Regions from separate parts of the Rattus norvegicus genome. Here region 2 is linked to region 1. Evidence: chromatin contacts called from public Hi-C data. All regions are on one chromosome and are shown on one strand. Each heading gives the region's core, a stretch centred on a gene start, on an enhancer-like site or on the middle of the called end of the contact. The rest is flanking DNA. Distances are from core to core; before and after follow the strand shown. Region 1 holds the start of LOC134486897. Region 2 holds the start of Dennd5b (DENN domain containing 5B).

Region 1 (7,524 bases), core at 2,503-5,002:
TTACTTCTTGATCTCTGCTTTGAGAGTAGAGGAAGCTCTGCAGCTTCCAGGTTCTTCTATTAAGACCAGACTGGCTCGGAACTCAGTGAGATTGCCCTGAATCCTGAGTGCTGGGGTTGGAGGCCTGCACTACCACACCTGCCAGATGTATTTCTTTTAAATAAAAGAAAAAAATAAAAATATTATACTTGCAATTTTTAAAAAAAGATTTTTATTTTGTGTACATGGTATTTTGCCTGGCACTTCCAGAAGATCAGAAAGTGTTTTTAAATATTGAGCTATCTCTCCAGCCCTGATATTTGCAGTTTTTTATACTTTCAAGGCATTTGATAATTTAAAACTAGTTTTGGTGACTCGGTCAAAACTCATAAATTCTAACATTTCTTCAAGAGAGATGGCTCAATGTAAAAAAATGCTTTTGACCTAACAACTGGTATTCAACCTCTTAGGCTACAAGACAAAGTCAAAGGAGAGAACTAATCTCTATATTCAAACAAACAAACACATATGCATGCACCCACGTATGCACGCACGCACGCGCACACACACTAAATCACACACACACAGACACAGAGGCACACAGACACACATGCACACAGACACACACAGACACACACACACACACACACAGACATACACACACACACACACACACACACACACACGGTGAAACATAAAGCACAAATCAGAAATGTATGCCCAGTGCTGTTTGTCAGCAATGGAAGTTTGGAAAGTTTTGTTTACTTTTATTTTTTGTTTTTTTCAAGACAGGGTAGCCTTGGCTGTGCTAGAACTCACACTGTAGATCAGGCTTGCCAAGAACCCAAAGAGATCTGCCTGTGACTGCTTCCAAAGTGTAGGGGTTAAAGATGTACACAACCACAGTCAGGCTGGAAACACTTTTTAAAGCTGTCAGATTTTATTACCTAGGGACAAAGATGGCAATTAAAGATCACGATAACCCCCAAACTCCTTTTAGGTCAAATGCAAAAACTGTAAGGTATTTTAACTTGAAACAAGTCAATAGTAGATTTAAAAAAATTGAATATTTTACAAGTAGGTACTAAGAATCTATCAAGTGTCGGGCATTGTTTTAGGCGGCTGTACACAAATATAAGAAAAAATCTTTGCCTTTAAGAGTTGCATTTTAGTGGGAGTTGCCAGGTTTCTTTATTCCCCTCCTTCAGAGGAATGGTGTTGTAGAACTTTTAAAAAAGTTGGGGTCTTTAGAAGTAGGTTTGGATTGTATTGGAGGAATTAGCTGTAAAATTAAAGTAGCATTTCAGAAATATTTGTTTGAATCTGCATAGTTGGCTCTACAGCAAAAGCAGGGAATCTTGTCAGTTTTTTTTTAGTTGATTTTCACACTTTGCAGCAAGGGACCAGTATCAAGTTCTGGGGGAAAACGTTCTTTTTCCTACCCATCCTCTCAGGGTCACTGAACCAGGTGTTATGTGTTGCTGGGCTTAAGGAGTATCACAACTATACTTCCATTTCTTACTTTTTCATCTGAAAAGTTACTTCAGGGTCTTCCTCCCTCCTCATTCTCCGGAACCTCCCTTTTCTTTGTTTTCTCTAGATTACTCCCTTTCTTCTAGATCCCTTTTTAATTTTCTTAGGAACATTTAGATGTTAGATTATTGTATATCCCCCAAGGAATGGTGTGTATTTTGCTTCCATTTTCTCCCCTCACAAGCGGTTTTTCAGGGCAGAGGAGCTCTCTTCATGGCTGGAGGATTTGTGTGTTTTCAGAAAGTGGCACCATTCCCACGGTAATTACCACCATGAAATTCGCAGAGGCTTGAAAACCTCAGTCCAAGTGAGCAAAGGAAAAAAAAAAAACAAAAAAAACAAAACCCAGTTATGGGTTGGGTCATGTTTGAGAGGGACAAGTGGGAATTAGTGAATGGGCCACGTCAAAATGGGGGCTTTATTAAACGACTCATTAAAACCACAAAAAACCCGAAACCTCTGTTGGAGAAATGAAAATTTATTTACATCTGGTGTGCGGAGTGAGTTTGCAGAAGTCGGATCTCGCCTTCAGGCGGTCAGGCTTGAAAGTACCAGTTGAGCAGTCTCACCCAGCCAGGCCCTGAAAGACAAAACGTTAAAGCTCACCTTCAAACAGAATTTAGGAAAGATGGAGACAAGTACAAACTAAGTGGGCGCTTCCACGGCAACTTTCGCTGCCACCTCAAGCTAGAAACTGGGCATAGGTGCGGGAATGCTGCAAAAGCAGCTTCCAGAACTTTCCAAGCTCGGTAGCGTCCCGATGGGTGCCGTTGGGTGAGGACAACCCTCACCTTTACACCTTTCGCGTCCTGCCACGCCCCCGCGTCGCCTCCTTCCCCCGGGCGTTTGTTTACGTGACGTTGCGTAGTAGGCAGGCCCCGCCCCCGTCCCTGCGGGCCGCCGCGTTTCCCGCGCCTCGCCGCTTCTCCCCTTAAAAGGACAATAGAGGCCGCGGGGACGCGCGCGGACGCCCTGCCCTCTCCCCGCCCAGCCCACGGCGCGCACGCGCCCGTATGCAAATAAGCTCGATTCAAGAGAATTTGGTCCCGGGAGCCGCGCCTGCGCAGAGGGAAAGCGGAATCTATACCTCCGTCCGCGGTAGCAACTGAAGAACTGCTGGAGACAATCTTTCTGGACTCGGCGCTGGCGGAGGGAGTGCTTGCAGGGGGTTGGCCTGGTGCAGTTTGCACCGTGGGGACGCTGCTGCGCGTGGAAGGTGAGTGATTCTAGTCTGGACACCGGTGCAAAACTGTCTCCGAGGTTTTGCTTTCTGTGATTTTTTTTCTTTCCTCCCTTTACCTCCCCCGCCTCCTCCGTCCTTCCCATACACAAACACACAGGAAGTTTTGTCTTGGAGATGGCATTGCGGGGAGCGCTGTCCTCGTGCTCTCCGGACTCCAGAGTCTTTTGTACAGAGGTGTTGGAGATGCGCTTCTTAATTGGGGAGGATATTTGAGGTAAACCGAAAGTCAGGGTGTGGGGAAAGTGAGTGCAGCGTGGAAACGAACGAGCAGCGGCGGACTTGCATCCACGCTGAAGGTGACAATGACTTTTCTCAGTCGTAGTGTTCTCTGCCGACCCGGAGAGCAGGGTCCGGGTCTCAGATCCCGTGTGGGCTCCGGCCGGGGGCTCGGGCGCCGCGTGCACCCGCGTGTTGCGCTCCCGCGCCGCTCGCGATGGTTTGCACGCGGGTGAACAACAAAGCCGGAGCTCGGAAACTAACTTGCCACTGCCTGGAGCCGGCGGCCACACAGGCTGAAAGCAGCCGGTGAGGGCCAGCGCCGGGGTTGCGCGACGCACGCGGCGTGGCGTTGTTGGAGAAGTCCGCAGGGACGCGGCTGCGACAATGAGCGCGCAGCACGCGGTCTTTGCACTCGGCCGGTGCCGAGTGGTCTCTGCAGCCCAAAGTTCGCTGTCCGTCTGGTCACCTGTAGCGTGGGTGCGGGCGACACGGGAGGGGTGGCAGTGTCCTGCGGAACCAAGCCCTGAGGATGAAGGCTGCGGCGCGGTCCGCTGCGTGAGGCACCCAACTCTTTTTTTTTTTTTTCTTTTTGTGTGTGTGCTTCACCTGACAAGCCACGTGCTTAGGGCCGCGACCGTGCTGCATCCGAGTGTCCAGCCCCGAGTGAGTCCCGGGCTGCGGTCGCCGTCGGGGCTATCGGGAGCAGGACAATGTGATTTCCTGGTGATGGCGTCTTGCCAGTTTCCAAAGCACAGCGAAAGTCGCCAACTCGCTGCATACGCGCAGCGGCGGGGACCTCTGGGCGTTTCTCATCCGGGACTCCGCAAAAGTTTGGCCCCAGGGGTCGGCGGCAGAGGACACCCGAGCTCGCGTGGATCCTGGTCGCGGGTCCCGGTCGCCCCGACGTTGCCGATGCCGCCGGACAACAAAGGGCCGCGTGTGCCCGAGCGACGCGGGCCGGGCGGGGCGCGGGGCGGCTTTTGTCCCTCAGGTCCTCTCGGAAACTTCAGCGGCGGCGCAGCGAGGCTGTGTCCGTGGGGGCGCCTCGGCCTGCGGGTCACCCATGCGGCGCGACGGAGCGCTGCTCGGCGGGGCGCACGCGTGGCTGGGGCTCCGAGTCACGGGAGGCCGCGTCTGGGAGGTCCGTGCATCCGCCTTTGAAGTGGAACTGTTGCCATGTTTGAATTACGTCAGGCCGAGCGTGCGGAGCGGCCCGGGAGCAGAGGCGCGGCCTTCGGGCGGCGCCGGCGGGGCGCGGGCCGTTGTTCCAGCGCAGGTGAGGGCGGCGGGCGGCGCATGGTGCCGGGGGACTCTGCAGCGCTGGGCTCCCTGGAGGAGTAGCGCTCCGCGCCCTACCCTAGCACCTCCGACTACTCGCGGGGAAGTTTCGGGGCGCCGGCTCTCGCTCCTCCTGGAAGCCGGGACTGAGGAGGAACTAGGGGGTGCGTGCCGCCTTTGTGTGTTTACACGTGGGGCCATCGGCGAGACGCAGTGCAGGTTGGGCTGGGCTGCTTTTGAGGACCGTGCAGTTCTGGTAAACAGCACCCCAGTCCGCCTCTTGTTTTTATTATTTTCTTCTCACCTTTCATAACTGCAGGTGAAGAATGACTACGGAGCCAGATGTGCACCTTACTCCCCCACCCCCTCCATGTTATGAGTTCGTTCCAAGTAGGCTCTTCGTGTTGTCTTCATGTTTTCTAAAGAAGATTCAGGCAACTTTTGCCGTCTTTAGTAAGAGATGGACATAAAACTTGTTTCTAGCAGTGAACGGGAAACACCTGCTTTTGAACTGAAGTTTGCCAGACTTGAAAATAATTTTAATGATTTTTGTGCTGCAAAATTGAAGGAGAAAGTCTGGGGTTCGTTTTCGAGTCTGGGCAAAGCCTAAAGGAGTTTAAAGTATTCAGAGGATCATTTGGAGGATGTTTTGTGTTTTGACCATAAAGTATGCAGGACTCAGATAAATCTCAGATGACCTTGAGAGCTGCATTTGGGGAGTAGGGCCTTTCAGAGATAAAGGATGCTGGGACAAGTTGCCAAAGTATCACTCTTGTAGGGAGCCCTTGCTAGCTAGTTTCACAATTCCTGGGAACTGGGGCTGACCTTCCAGTTACCCTCTTACACTTTTTTCAAGCTAACTTTTTGGTATGTGGCTCCAAGGCATAGCTCAAAAATTATGCTGGTTTGACACATGGATGCTTCTTTGGTATTTGGGGTTTGCTTGAAGTCTAGACATCCAGCCAGCAACACCATATCTGTTGCATCTTTGACGATTTCTCCTGTGTTTCAGTTAGCTTGTTTTCATCTAGATGTGGCCTTGACTGGGAAATAATATTCTAGATGCTTTGCCCTCATGCACCATACAAATTGAAATTCGGATTTTTTTTCCCCCTTGATTATTGGTAGAGAACACCTTTCAAGTTTTGGTTGACTAAGTTACAAATACTGAAAGGCTGCCCATCTTTGGGGGTGCATTTTTTGAAGTGAGTAGACTGTGTGTCAAGAAAATTAAAAACCTGTGAAAAGAACATGAGGTACTTTGCAAATATTGTTTTGTTTTTGTTTTAAGTACTTTTTAGACTACTTACTGCAAGACATCAGCTTCCTAGAAAAGTCCACACATGCATCATGTTGAACTAATTGATTCTGTTATAATCAAATGATGTTTGTAAGAGAGACTTGAATGACTTAAGAGAAAAGGGAAAGCAAGGTCTTCACCTTCTGTTATTTTGTGGGTGGTTGGAGATTTTAAAGAACATCTGTGTATGTGTATCTTCATATATGAGACCATATATTGGGGGAGTTGGATCTCACAACCACAGGAATTAAGGGATCAAATTCAGGTAGGTGGTCAGGCTTTATCTAGCCAGCCCTGTTTTAAATATCCACTTTCAAAACTTGCTGTGCTTGTTTTGAATCCCAGGGTATAGCACCGGTTAAATACCACCCCCTCCCCAAGACAGGGGAGGCCATGTGCAGCCTTGACGGGTGTTACAACTCTCTAGACCAGACTGGTCTTAAGCTCAGAGATCCACCTGCCTCTGCCTTCCAAGTGCTGAGATTAAAGGCCAGCCAGCTAAAATAAGCTTAAGTGGAAAAATCATCTTTGGGTTTTGTCTTCTTTCTCTCTCTTTTTTTTTTAAGATTAATTTATTGATGTGCGGGCTGGAGAGATGGCTCAGTGGTTAAGAGCACTGACTGCTCTTCCTGAGGTCCTGAGTTCAAATCCCAGCAACCACATGGTGGCTCACAGCCATCTGAAGTGAGGTCCGATGCCCTCTTCTGGTGTGTCTAAAGACATCGACAGTGTACTCACATACATGAAATAAATAAATCTTAAAAAAAAATTATTGATGTGCGTTGGCATTTTGCCTGTATGTATGTAAGTGTGAGGGTGCCAGATCCCCTGAAACTGGAGTTACAGTTGTGAGCTGCCATGTGGGTGCTGGGACTAGAACTGGGGTCCTGAAGAGTAGCCATTGATCTTAACTGCTGAGCCGTTCCTCCAGCCTCTGTGGAAAACAATCTTAAGCCAGCTTCCTAAGGCTGCTTTGAGGATAATTAGTTTCCAATGTCAAGCCCATAGCTAGCTGCTTTAGTAATACGTCCTTTGGGTTTGCTTGCTGCTCGTCCTAAAGACTTGATATGGGAGCCCAGCACCCATGCCAAGTGGCCCACAACCACCTACCTGTAAGCTCCAGAAGACCAAACACCCTCTCCTGGCCTCTTTGGCACTGACACTTGTGCACACACCTACATTGACATACATACTCATAATTAAAAGTGAAACAAATCTTTTTAAGGTTCGAGCCATCTCCCCAGCACCTAAAAACAACTCTTTGAAAGAAATCATCCCCCCCCCCCCCAGATGATAAGACTGATTAACTGGGAAGAACCGGTGACACATTTCTCAAGCACTAGCTTAATTGTTCAGAATGCTTAGGATGGAGGCTGAGTGTTGTGGCGCCTAAAAAGCTTTAATCGCAGTACTCAGGCCTGCAAGCAAGCGGGTTTCACAGAGAGACACTGCCTCAAAAGAAAAGAATGCCTCCGATGGGAAGCTGCAATTCTTTCGATTTACTTTGTCTTTTTCTCTTCGATGATGGCAGTAATACCTATTTCACAGGGTTGAAAATGATGGAAACGTGGGCAGTAAGCTGCTGCCGTCCTCAGGGTTGGGAAGTGGCCATCTTACAGAAGAGAACACTGAAGCTAGGGTCAGTTGCTTTGCCCAGAGTTACAGTAAATGCTGAATGAGAGGAGTGGGTATGTGGCCCTTCCTCCACCCTCAGAAACCAGTTCTGGGAAGACACTGCCCTCAACTTCTGTTTGTCATTCCAGATCTGATTCAACCATTTTACACCAAAAAGTCCGGTGAAGGCCTGAGTAAATGTCACTACTTTGTTCCTGATTTCTCCACAGTGAAATCAGTGAAGTGGGTCCCTGCACTTTTATCTTTTTGCAGATTTAAGTAGGAAACTCTTGATGTCATTTGGTTCTCAAACTTGTTTTCTTTCTTTCAAATTGTTTCTGCAACTGAGAATTCTAGT
Region 2 (7,524 bases), core at 2,516-5,015, 180 kb before region 1:
TGGAAGTATGTGAACTGTTTTTTTATTTTGATTTTACAGGGGCTACAGTTAAGAGATTGCCATGACTCTCAGAAGAGACTTTGGACTTTTTTTTTTTCCTCTTTTCTTTTTTTTTTTCAGAGCTGGGGACCGAACCTAGGGCCTTGTGCTCGCTAGGCAAGCGAGCGCTCTACCGCTGAGCTAAATCCCCAACCCCGAGACTTTGGACTTTTAAGCAATGTTGACACTGTTATAGACTATGAGGACTTTTGAAGTTGGACTGAATGCATTTCTGTGTTATGATAAGGCTAAGTGGAATGTAGTGGTTTGAATAAGAATGACTCCCGTAGGGGGCTGGAGAGATGGCTCAGTGGTTAAGAGCACTGACTGCTCTTCCAGAGGTCCTGAGTTCAAATCCCAGCAACCACATGGTGGCTCACAACCATCTGTAACGGGATCCGATGCCTTCTTCTGATGGGTCCAAAGACAGCTACAGTGTATTTATACATACATAAAATAAATAAATTAAAAAAAAAAAAGAATGACTCCCGTAGGCTCAGATATCTGAATACTTGATCACTAGGGAGTGGCACTATTAAGGGGTGTGGCCTTGTTTGAAGAAATGTATCACTGGGAATGGGCTTTTCGGTTTCAAATCCTCAAGCCAGGCCCAGTTTTTCTTTCTGCTGCTGCCGATCCGAATGCAGAACTTTCAGCTATCTTTCCAGCAACTGTGTCTGCCATGCTTCTCACCATGATGATCATGGACTAGACCTCTGAAGCTGGAAACCAACCTCAGTTAATGCTTTCCTTTATAAGAGCTGCCGTGGGCATGTTGATTCTTCAGAGCAATAGAAAGAACATTTACTAAGACAGCCACCAAATGTCCAGTGATCCTGGCAGAAACCAGAAGCCAGGATGGAGTTGTTTTCAAAACCTCCAGCAGGTAACAACCTTGCAAGGCATATCACTGTGCTCAAGGCCAGCCTAGTACATGTAGCAAGTTGCAGGGTAGCCAGGACTACAAAAGAACAATTGTGGTGTAGGGCTAGAGAGGTGGCTCAGTCTTTATATGCACATGTTGCTCTTGTAGAGGACCTGGCTTGAGTCTCAGCATCCACATCAGGCAGCTCACAAGTGCCTGTAGCTCCAGTCCAAGGGACCTGATGCTTTCTTCTGGTCACTGCATGCACTGCACGCACATGGGATAAATACAGACCAACAGGCACACATACAGACATCATGAACAAATTAAAACACAAATTTAATTGTACTGGTTGGCAAACAAGATAGTTTGGTGGATAGGAGCACTTGTCAAACTTGAAGACCCACGTTTAATCCCAGAACTCACATAGTAGATAGAGAACAGACTCTTGAAAATGGTTTATTTTTTATACTATTGAGTTGTATGAGTTCTTTAATAACAGTCTTGTAAGGTTTTGTGTGTGTGTGTGTGTGTGTGTGTGTGTGTGTGTGCACCTGTGAAACATTTTAACATCTCTCTGGCTAAGGATATTTAATAATAGTAGACATATAGAAGATAGAAAATAATTTAAACAAAAATTTTTAAAAGATGTATTTATTTATTATATCTAAATACACTGTAGTTGTCTTCAGACATACCAGAAGAGGGCATCAGATCTCATTACAGATGGGATTTGAACTCGGGACCTCTGGGAAAGCCAAATTTTTATTGGCATGAATTGACCCCTTTTCTAAAACTATAAGGGGCTTGGCAACATGATTCATCAGGTGAAAGACACCTGCTGCCAAGTCTGACAAGTAGAGTTCATTTCCTAGGATCAACAATGATGGAAGGAGAGAACTGGTTCCTACAAATTGTCCTCTGACCTCATAAGCATGCCTACACACACACACACACACACACACACACACACACACACACACACACACACACAAACATACCTCACAAAACAAATAAAAATGCAATATCAAAAGTTAAACAATGAGGGATGCGGTTTTCCAAATAGCCTTTGTTATGATAAGATTTTCCTAGAAAGCCAAAATCTTGGCATAAGAAAATGTCACTCCAGATTTCCTTGAAGAAATTGGAATTGTGACAGCTTGGCATGTTTTATGCTAATTAGAGGTTAAAGCTGAGATTACTGACTCCACTGAAGGTTTTCCATTCAGGCGGCAGTTGTGTTAGGGACCCCCGACAGAATGGAAGGCAGTATTCTAACATAGCCCTGGCTGCCCTGGAACTCAGTCTATGGACCAGCCTGGCCTCAAAGTCTTTGTCTTCTGAGTGTTGGGACTAGAGGTATCCAAACCCTAACACACACAAACACACACCTGTCCCTTAAGGGAGAAATTTTCTTTAGTGATGTAATTACTAACAAAGTGCTCATTCGTCTATAATAACAGCTCACTTATTCTCCTTAATCAATTCTAATGGAACTCATAGATCAGAAAAATGCCTGGGCAGATAAGGAGATATTTCCTACCAAAACTGACTATCCCAGTTTGATCTCCAGGGCTCATAACATGGAAGGAGAAGACTCCTGAAACGCATTCCCTGACCTATACATAAGCACAGAAACACACACACACACACACACACACACACACACACACACACACACACAATGTCATTTTTTAAGTCTTTAAAACTCAAATAAGTTTGGTGAACTTATTAGATCACCAAAAATGTTAAAGACATGAGAGCAGAAGAAGGACTCGGTGTGTACAGAAAGGAGATCAGAGGGAATGGGGAAGGGGGTACAGGAATGGTTAATAAAAGGATATGATCAAAATATGTACAGGAACGGGGTTGGGGATTTAGCTCAGTGGTAGAGCGCTTGCCTAGGAAGCGCAAGGCCCTGGGTTCGGTCCCCAGCTCCGAAAAAAAGAACCAAAAAAAAAAAAAAATATGTACAGGAAACTGGGTTGTGGTGGCATATGCCTTTAATCCCAGCGCTCAGAAGGCCGAGGCAGGAGGATCTCTGCGAGTTTGAGGCAAGCCTGGTCTGCAAATCCAGTTCCAGGCCAGCCAGAGCTGTTACACAAAGAAACCCTGTCTCGGAAAAACAAAAAACAAAAACAAAACAAGAAAGTACATGTATGGGAATGTCATAACTAAACCCAGTATTCTGTATATGTTAATAATACAAAAAGTAAATCATTACTGCTTACAATTTTATAAATCAGTTACCGCTCAAATGAACAGGAAATATGTTTCTTGATTAGTACAAACAATAAATCGGTTTTCTGCTGTATTTGTTTGGCTAGCTTAGAATCTAACATTCTGCAAGAAGTCACCAACAAAAATAGAAGTACTCAGTAAAATCTTTTTCGTGTGTACCCTGTATAATAGAAGCAATAATTGCATAACATTAAATGTCCATAAACATTACAGATAGCAAAGTTGGTTATTTTCCCAGTAGCACCAACCTGATACTACCTAGATTATCATCATTCTTTCGTTCACTAAAATATAAATGGCAGGCTGAGTGGGACCCAGGGTTCCATAGCCACTGGAAAGAATGAACCAGGAAACACAACCACCCCCACCCCAAGTACAACCCAGCTAAGAAGGTAAGAGAAGTCATTTCAAGGGTTCCAAAAGATTATTGGAGGGTACGATAGAAGTTAAGGGTCAATTACACAGGTCGTTATTTACTCTGCCTGCCTCTGTGTGTGTGTGTGTGTGTGTGTGTGTGTGTGTGTGTGTGTGTGTGTGTGTGTGTGTTCTCCAACTCCTGATCCTCCTGCCTCAGTCACAAGAGTGCTGGAATTATAGATGTGAGTCACCACGTCCTGTCGGGACTAGGATCTTAAAATGGTTTAAGCATCTGCATGTCAGTTTAAAAATATGGTACAGACGTTGTGGGAAATGACCTCAGCGTGCTGTCTCCCTTCTCCAAAGCTACGTTATTGTTTAGGTTAGGTTGGGCGACATCCTCTCTGGAAGATAGGATCCTGCTCTGCAGCTCGCGCTCTAACCCGCTGATGGGGGCTGCACCGCGCAAGAGAGGTTGCCTCACTATTACAGCCGGCGGGCACGCACCCCGACGCGCCCCCGATCCTTCCGAACTCTCTGGTGCGCGCCCTGGACCGCGCGCCTCCGAGCTCTACGGGCGCTCCCGTCGCGCAGCGCGGTTCTGTTGACCCGCGGGCGCCAGACGCTGCGCTCGGGCGGGCGCAGCCGCGGCGGCGCGGGCCTCCCTAGCTGACACTCCCCCTGCGCGCCCCTCCCCCGCCGCGGCGGAATCCCGCCCGCCCGCGCGCGAGCCCGAGGCCGCTTCCCCGGTACCAGCGTCTAGAAGGATCCCGGCTGCGGCGATTGCGCGGCCATGGGCGCGCCGGGGTCGTCCTAGGGTCGCGGCGGAGACCGCAGTCCGAGCGGCGCGGTGGCCTCCTCCGCGAGGGAAGCCTGCGACGCTCCTCGGCGAGGCTTCTCAGCGGTTCACTCCGGAGAGCCTCCTCCGCGAACCCCAGCGACGGCCGCACAGGCAGCGCGGCGGGATGAGCGGTAGCGGCGCGGCACCGGGCCCGGGCTCGGGGTCCTCCCCAGCCGCCTGTCGCTTCGCGCACTACTTCGTGCTGTGCGGGATCGATGCGGACAGCGGGCTGGAGCCCGACGAGCTGGCGGGTAAGGCCGGGCTGGCTGAGGAGGCGCTAGGGAGGCGAGGTGCGGGCTCCAGACAAAAAGTCGGCTGCAGTAGCGGCGCTCGGGCTAGACGGGCACTCGTGGGCGACATAATGACATTGTTGTTAATTCCGCGCTCTGGCTAAGCCCCTGGGTGCTGGGTCCGCGTAACCGGCGCGGGCCCCCTAGAGGGCCGGACTCCTCCGCTGCTCGCGGGCGGCTCATGGCGCGCGGGACCGGGCTGTGCAGTGGTTCGCGAAGTTTGGCCCTGGCGGCCGACGTGGTGGTCTCAGCTCCATGAAGGAGTCGGGACCGCGGGGTGACGACGAGGTCCGCTCAGGAGGGAGGCCCAGCGGGATCGACCCCGACCTCTCTGGGTCGGCGCCACCCCTCCCCCCTGGTTCTGCGATGACGAGCGAGTCACCCTTTGGAATCCTGTGGATTTGGCGGTGCCAGTGCCGCCCGCGAGCTAGCGAGGACCTTTGGACGCTCGGGTTGCGGCCTGATGCTTTGTTGATACCCCTGCCCGGTCCCTGAGTTGACGTAGTTGGACAATCCTCCCCAAGAGGGGCGCACCGTGAGTCACCGCCGAGGTGTCACTGGAGGAGCATGTCCCCCATTTGACGGGTTTGGTGACGCAGTGCGGGACTGGGCTGGGAAACGTACCCTGAGAACCCGGGCATTTGAAGATGATAGGGACGGGGAAATGCGAAATGTAGGGAGCAGGCCTGGAGAGATGCCTGACTGAATTTTTCACTCTGCTTTCCTCCGTGGGATCTGAATTGTGATTTTTTTTTTAAAGGGTGAGACACATGACACCTTCCACCTGAACTTTATCTGTGTCAGTGCTAAACACTTAGGTCATAGCCTTTCAGAGCAGCTTTTTTGGAACATAGCATCCCTCATTGATTGCACCGGTATAGATTTTTCTCTCTTTCTTTGAGGAGAGGACTGGGAAGAATGTATTAAATAACAAATGATAGTAAACAAAAACGGCTCAGTGTTTATTAATACAGTCTCACGTCTTAACTGAGCATTTTAGTATTAAGTCAGCTTCACAGCAAAATGTTTTCAACAAAACTAAATATAGTTTTAGAGGAATAATGAAATACCAAGTTTTCCCTGTATGTGTAATTATGTAATCTTATTGTTTCTTCAGCTAAGGTTTCATGTATATGTTAAGAATGACATTAAGTTAAGGGACACGAAGTTGGAAGGGGGGTTGTCTGCAGAGTGATTTTGAAGAAAGATTTTTCTTGGGCTGGTAAAACAATTATCTTTTCTAGGACTCCTCTAAACAACTAGGATTTTTTTGGGGGGCCTTCTATAGTAGGTGAATGATGAAAAGAAAAAAGCCTGTATTTGTCCTCTCTTTGTCTACTAACACCAGAACACCACCTTTTAAAGTGTGTTCTGGGACTCTTCAGAAATCACCTCAGTCTTCATGAAGCAGTATCTCCTATTCTTTGGATTGTCCTTATTGTATTACTACTTAGAAGAGAAAGATTCTTGGACCAGAGGAATGCTCAGTGAAAACATGTACTGCTCTTGCTGAGGACCCAAGTTTGATTCTCAGCACCTACATTAGGTGGCTTATAAACAATTTATAACTCTAGTTCTAAGAGAGCTGACACAGCCTGGCCTCTGAGGCACTTTCTCTAACACAAACACACACTTAAAAATAATAAAAATCTGGAAAAAGATTCTGTGCTACTAATATAGTGAAGAAATTATTTTTAATTTTTCAGATTTATCTTATGTGTATGTCTACGTGCATGTCTGGTGCCTTCAGAGTTTAGAAGAGGGTAGAGGGTGTTAGGTAATCTGGAACTAGAGTTAGGGGTGGTTGTGACCCCTGAGTACTAGGAATTGACAGATTTAAGGCTTAGGAATCACACAGCTATTTGGCAAGTGTTTTATTTTCTATGATAATTTCTCTTCAGTTTAACTTAACCTTTAAGGAAATTTAAGCGGCTGGACTAACAAGATAAGATTTAAAAAAAAAAAGTTTCCTATCTCCCGTCTTAAGTGTATCCTTTTTCTGAATAAATAAACTTTCCTATGTGCTTTCATACTTGGCTTAACTTTTTTGTGCAATTGTTCACAAAAACAATGACTTCTTAAAAACAAAAAACATAGACATTGGTACCCCTGATATGATTAAGTCAACATTGTTTTGTTTGGGTCTTCCCATTTCTGTCAGAACTTCTTCATTGGTTCATTGACAGCCATTTCTCCAACCTTGAAAGTGTGTGTGCTGGTTTTTAGTGCAAACACCAACAGGTCTTACTTATTGTGAATCATCTGTAAACCATCTTGTTCCTCAAGGAAGGGACAAACGGGAGACAGTGAAAGAGGGGCATATGGGTAGAAATTGGTAGAAAACAAATTGTAAAACCCATTTTCCAGGCCACCTATCTCTTTTGCTGATATCGACAACTCTTTTTAGCTTGGAACAGTGTTGCAGTTAGAGGGAGAAAAATGGTGCAGAACCTAGGTAAAGTTCTCTAGACCTAGGATTTCTCATGATCCCTTTTTTTTTTTTTTTTAGTTTTTTGTTTACTAAGATGTTAATTAAATTTCTCCTCCTTTCCCCTCCCCTCCCCTTCCTTCCCCCCCATGTGTATGTGTAAGCCATATATGCATGGGTGTGCACAGAGATCAGAAAGTACTGGGTTCCCTGGAGCTAGAATTCCAGGCAGTTATGAGATGCCCAGTGTGAGTGCTAGAAACCAAACTAGGGTCTTCCAGAAGAGCAATACGTTCTCCTAACTGCTAAGCCATCTCTCCAAATATGACTACTTTTAGCCAGGTAAATTTTTACACAACTCTGAGAATACAGGTATATAAACCAAACATTTACTGAAAAATCACGAGAAATTGTATTTTAAAAATAGTTCTTTGATCTATATACAGCTTTACCATCTACCAAG

The links. A called contact is a pair of places that touch in the nucleus more often than the background predicts.
Region 2: a Hi-C map of prefrontal cortex shows a contact between it and region 1, with 2.3 times the contacts expected there. The contact joins the promoter of Dennd5b here to the promoter of LOC134486897 in region 1. A contact is called at or near these places in 5 of 12 Hi-C or Micro-C datasets (Schwann cells, frontal cortex, liver and 2 more) and 1 of 1 datasets of contacts at active chromatin or transcription factors (oligodendrocytes).

Annotation. Positions count from the first base shown.
Region 1 is chr4:183,639,719-183,647,242 of GRCr8, reverse strand. LOC134486897 reads right to left here and starts at 3,752. Exons shown (of 3, transcript XM_063287016.1): 1 at 3,610-3,752; 2 at 2,304-3,574; 3 at 1,975-2,092. The coding sequence starts at 3,752. The coding sequence ends at 2,049. Sinhcaf (SIN3-HDAC complex associated factor) reads left to right here and starts at 2,615. Exons shown (of 6, transcript NM_001134712.1): 1 at 2,615-2,728.
Region 2 is chr4:183,817,253-183,824,776 of GRCr8, reverse strand. Dennd5b (DENN domain containing 5B) reads left to right here and starts at 3,765. Exons shown (of 22, transcript XM_039108925.2): 1 at 3,765-4,594. The coding sequence starts at 4,468.